2 separate regions of the Mus musculus genome follow, and region 2 is linked to region 1. A link is a contact called in public promoter capture Hi-C data. All regions are on one chromosome and are shown on one strand. The core of a region is the stretch at or near the end of the contact, and the rest is flanking DNA. Distances in the headings are between cores, read along the strand shown. Region 1 holds the start of Slc28a1 (solute carrier family 28 (sodium-coupled nucleoside transporter), member 1). Region 2 overlaps Crtc3 (CREB regulated transcription coactivator 3).

Evidence for each region. Promoter capture Hi-C pulls out the DNA fragments that hold promoters and counts their contacts.
Region 2: a promoter capture Hi-C map of liver shows a contact between it and region 1, with 2.9 times the contacts expected there. The contact joins the enhancer-like site here to the promoter of Slc28a1 in region 1. A contact is called at or near these places in 8 of 39 promoter capture datasets (the C10 cell line, embryonic stem cells, hematopoietic stem and progenitor cells and 3 more) and 1 of 9 other capture datasets (liver).

The regions. Positions count from the first base shown.
Region 1 is chr7:81,113,472-81,116,171 of GRCm38.p6, forward strand. It overlaps Slc28a1 (solute carrier family 28 (sodium-coupled nucleoside transporter), member 1), which reads left to right and starts at 1,328. Exons shown (of 18, transcript NM_001004184.3): 1 at 1,328-1,406; 2 at 2,052-2,163. The coding sequence starts at 2,068.
Region 2 is chr7:80,604,039-80,606,738 of GRCm38.p6, forward strand. It overlaps Crtc3 (CREB regulated transcription coactivator 3), which reads right to left. Exons shown (of 15, transcript NM_173863.2): 8 at 1,710-1,795; 9 at 313-362. Among named protein-coding and RNA genes, the nearest start is that of Gm15880, 31 kb to the right of the region's middle. Within about 2 kb of position 1,358, at least 17 of the 459 cell types and tissues checked have an H3K27ac peak or open chromatin away from gene starts, as enhancers often do. A contact at or near this core is called in liver, where this site is marked.

The DNA.
Region 1 (2,700 bases), core at 78-2,577:
TCCCTTCATTGAGGCTGAGGGGGGCTCCTTCAGTATCTGCTCTGGCCCCATCCCAGTCTTGCTCAAGGTAAACATTTATCTTATGATCAAGGGGACCAGTGACCTGACAGTGGGTATTGTATCTCGAGATACAATATACGTATGTGTCCATGTGTGCGTATATGTATCTCCAGATACAATATACGTATGTATCCATGTGTGTGTATATGTATCTCCAGATACAATATAGGTATGTGTCCATGTGTGTGTATATGTATCTCCAGATACAATATAGGTATGTGTCCATGTGTATGTGTGTGTATATGTATATTCAGATAAGCAAGTTGTGAAAACCCTGCAACAGTACAATTTCCTATTGGAAAATGAATAACAAAATAGTGTATACTTAAGGGGAAATAAGAAAAATTCTTAGGCTCTGTATATTTCTATAACACCTTCATGCTTCATTCCGCATGACCAGGGGTGTGGAGATGCACACCTGGAATCCCAGTATTGGACATGTGGAGGCCAGAGGATTGGGTGTTTAGGGCTAACTTCGGCTACATAGCAGGTTCAAAGTCAGGCTGGGTTAGATGAGACGATATTCTCCTAACCCCAATAGAAACAGATAGTTTCTAAGAACAGGGGGTACCACTTATGTCCAGCCTCTTCTTTTCCATTTTTCCAAAACAGCCAGTGTATGCCTCTGTGTGAGGCATCTTTTGTATCATAAAAGATAATTAATTATTAAAGAGTGTGCATCATCAATTATTAAATCCTGTCAGGTAAGTTTAAATTTAGTTTGAAGACTGTAGATGAAAGTGTTGTCCCCCAACTTTGCACGTGTAACTCGGGTGTCACTCTAGGAAGAAAGGGGAGAAGGAAATGGTGTGATTTTGGCTTGTTTCTGCGACTGTGTGATGCTTAGCCCCGAGCCACCACCTGTTTGTGATAAAGACAGCGCTTTCAATATCTTCTAGTTTTGGAAAACGAGTCGCCGATACTGTGAGAAAAGGAGGCTGAGCCACAACACGAAGACACATTTCCAGGATGCTGACAGAAAGAGGAGGGAGAGAGTAACCAAGGTGGCTTCCCAAAGGAGGCGTCCTGGAGCAAGGCCAGGAAGAGGTTGGTTTGGGAAAGGGCAGCAGACAGAGGGCAGGACCACAGAGGACCCGGCTTGAGTGAGCCAGGCTACCCCATCATGCTTTTTCTGAAACAGGCTGGGGTCCCCGCCCCTGCGGTGGCCCTGAGCTCTGGGGAAGCCCAACCTACTTCAGTTTTGGACTCTGCCCAGGAATTTCCACAGAAGTGAACAGGCCAAAGCCCAAGCAGGTTGGACCCAGCCCTCCCACAGCAACCTGTGCTTCAGTCAGTCAGTTCTTAACAGTCAATCCCTCCTGACGCTGCCTTCTCACTACAAATCTGTGAGTAGTGTGGGCTCCTCTCCTCTCCGTACAGCAGTGAATGCGAGTGCCCAGGTAGCAGGCATCCCCCAGCCCTGGCTGCATGCTCCACATGCCCTCTGAGGGTCTGTGTCTGGGGAAGATCTGCTTAGCCAGCTGCTGTTGAGTAGGGAAGGCCTAAGGTGTGGGCAAGAGAGGGACCGCAGTGGGGAAACGGGAGTTTGGGCTCTCATTTGCAGGTGAGCTAACATCTAAAAGCAGCTTCACTGAGAATGAGGAATGTTCGGTTTTGAGTGGAACAGTCCTGGGTAGCGCTGGCTTCAAGATGGATGAAATGAGCACTTCCTCCCCTGCCAATGATTTTCACCGGTTGTAGGAAGTAAAGATAACTAAGGGCTCTTTTCTGAGCCGTGCCCACACCAGTGCCTACGCCATCCCCTCTTTCCCTTCCTGGTGACTGGTGACTAAGGGACAGTTCACTGTTGGAGCTTACAAGGACTTGCATCTCCCAGGATCAGGAGAGAGGGCAGAAAGGGTGTCTCTCCCACTCTCCCCTTCTCTCTCCCTCTCCCTTTCCCCTCCCCCTCGCCCTCCCTCTCTGGTTCCTTTTCTCTCTCCTGGCCCTCCTTTCGGCTGTGGACCCTCTGTGACATCTTTGTCTTTCAGCTGAAGAGCCTAGCACATGGCAGACGACACACCGAGGCAACGAGAGTCCATTTCCCTCACACCTGTGGCCCATGGCCTGGAGAACATGGGGGCCGAGTTCCTGGAAATAATGGTCTGTCCTCTTCCCCTATAGCACCTCCTCAGCCTGACTGGCATCTCACAGGGGTGTGGGGTGGTGTGGGGCTCAGCTTGATTGGCATCTCACTAGGTGGGGTGGCTCAGTTTGACTAGCAGCTCATAGTGGGAGGGCCCCTCAGCTTGACTGGCAGCTATGGGCTGGGGGACTGTGTGTTTCACTCTGTGCTCTGAGCTCTGCTTGTGTAGTACCTCCCCAGCACAAAGCACCCCCTTTATTTCACCCCTTAAACATGTTCTGAGTACCCACTGTGTGATGTACCCACTGTGTGCTGTCAGCAAAGGTCCCAGGAGGGAAGAACATCTGGTCTACAAGATGAGAGGGGAAGCAGATGATGGGGTGGGGTGTCCTTGGCATTTAAAGAACTTGCCATCTTGTCTTGGCTCCCCAAAGGCCAAGCAGAGGACTGAAAAGCTTGACATGATACCTTCTGCCCTCCCTCCCTTCCCTAACAAGGCTCCCTCTTCTTTACCAAGTGCCCCCTAGCCCCCTACTTGGACAGTGCAGTAAGAA
Region 2 (2,700 bases), core at 108-2,607, 510 kb before region 1:
TGTCCAAAGACTAGAGACCATCCTTCCGGCTGTTTCAAAGGTTCCGCTAACAATAGCTTGTTGGGGTCCTCAGCCGAGTCCCCCAACTCGGCCTCCTTTGATGTGTCAACACCTCGGCCTCACAATCCCTCTGCACATGCAGGGTAATTTACTGGCTTATGTCAGCTGTATAATGAACTGTCTCAAAAACATTAACTATGAGGACCAAAGAGAACAGTCATTTTATGCAAATGCAGTTGACTTTGACTTATAAACAGATCTGTGACAGAGCAGGAAAGACTGGAAACCTTCAGCAGAAGGAGTATGACTTACTTGCCGCCCCCAACATCACAGGATCGAGGGCGCCCAGACAGGGACTGGATCTGGGAAGAACAAAGAAAGTTGGGCTTACTCAGTGCACAGCCAAATTCAAGTGTTTGAAAAGTAGGGATCTGGCCACCCTAGTCAGAGGCCAAGAGAGACGGAGCAAACCAAGGGCATCTGCACAGAGCAGCCATTTAAGTTTTGAGGAATTTTAAATTTCTTAAATTTCCAGACAAAAGAAGTATATATACCATTAGCACCTTTTCTTAGCTCGATGCCTTATTAACTTACCTTCTAGTTAAATGTTACTTCCTTCAAAAAGGCAAATGTTTTGCATATTTAGATTAAAAAAATTTTTTTTCAATTAGCATGGGAGAAAAAGAAGGAAATAAAAAAGCAAAATCAAAACAAAACAAAAAGCAAAACGGGGCAATGGGGAGAGGGAGGAGAGAGGGAAAAGGACCCTGGAACTAGAGTGTGCATTAACCAAGGGAGACAACTGTCTCTCAGAGAGAGCAGCTCATGGTATTTGTGAATGCACCTGCACGCCATTATCTGTCTTCTTTTAGGCCCCTAAAGTTAAAACATCAACTACATATTTATAAAAAGCTTTCAAGACCACACTGATGCAGAGACTTCCAATAAGTTTGATGGAGGAAAGGAGTAGGACCAATGGGAGGGTAGGGTGGAAAAGGGCCAATGTGATCCCGCTGGGAGGGAAGCAGGTCCAATGGGATCCTGAGGGGGAAGGGGGAGGGACGTGGAGACCAATGGGATCCCGAGGGGGGGAAACCGGAGGGGGGGTGCGGGGGTAGTTAAGCACAGAGACCAAACAGCCAACTGCATCTGGCCATCACTAGGGGTGGATGGAGGACTTTCTCACAAGACAGCTCTCTACAGAAAGAGGCTAAGCTAAGCTCCGCAGTGGGTGAGGTTTACAAAGGGGTCGTGGAGGGAGGCCAGTGACTAGGATTTCAGACGCTAACATTCAAAGCTCAGAGAAATCAGTAGTAAACAGATGACTCATTGCTGCTTGGGTCAAAGGCCTTTGATTTTAGGAATGATCATCTGGCATGATAGCAGTTCTCGACAGGAGCTGGAGATGGCTCCAAAGCAGAGACATCTGCCCTTTCATGCCCAAATCTCCGGGCTTCTGACCATGTAAGGTGAGCAGCTTAACAATTTCCATTCGAGAATCAGCAAATCCACAGAAAAGCTTGGAAACCCCAGGGGCACTGCACTAATCGCCCACAGATCACGGTGACCCGTGGGGGACAGATCTCCCCACTGTCTTTCCAGTGTCTGTGTCCAGACAAATCCTCTCTTCCTTTTCCCCAGTTCTGGTTTCCACCTCTGCGGGGCAGGCTGCCAGGACTGACAAGCACAACCCAGGACGGCTCACCCACCTCCTTGCTCTCCCACAGGTGTTTAGGCAGTGGCTTCGGGACATTTAACAGATTCTCTTCTTTCAGCGGACCCGGGAAGGCGGCTACTAAAAGGGAGAAGAAGCATATTCATTGAATTAGAGAAGAGGGCGGCCAACCTGGGCCAAATCAATTAGCTTGTTTAAAACTGCTGGGGGTGGGGGCGGGGGCAGGGCGGGGGCAGGGCGGGGAGTGGGAGGGGGTGGCGGCAAACCTTTAATCCCATACCAGGGAGGCAGGGACAGAGGCAGATGGATCTCTGTGAATTTGAGGCCAGCCTACTCTACATAGGAAGTTCCAGGACAGCTAGAGCTACATAAAGAGACCCTGTCTCAAAAGAAAAGAAAAGAGGGGAGGGGAGGGGAGGGGAGGGGAGGGGAGGGGAGGGGAGGGGAGGGGAGGGGAGGGGAGGGGAGGGGAGGGGAGGAGAGGGGATGAGAGGGGAGGGGAGGGGAGGGGACGGGAGGAGAGGGGAGGGGAGGAGAGGAGAGGAGAGGGGAGGAGAGGAGAGGAGAGGGGAGGAGAGGAGAGGAGAGGGGAGGAGAGGAGAGAAAAGAAGAGAAAAGAAAAAATTTAAATGTCTCTTAGTTAGCATTTAGGGTTGGCTGTCAAGGAACCTGCCACGTAGCTCAGGCTGGCCTCAGGCTCTCAGCTGTCCTCTCAAGTGGTGGGATTATAAGCATGTGCCACACTGACTAGTGAACATGATTTCCTTAGCAAACACTATTTTTTAACATACTTTTTTCTTTAATTATTGTATTATTTTGTGTGTATGGGCGATTTGCCTATGTGTGTCTGTATACTATATGAACACTAGTGCCTGTGGAGACCAGAAGAGGGCATCAGATCTCCTGGAACTAGTCATAGATAGTTGTGAGCCACCATGTGCATGCTAGGAATTGAACCGGGTCCTTTGGAAGAGCAGCCGGTGCTCTTACCCACTGAGCCATCTTTCCAGCCCTTTGTGTGTCAG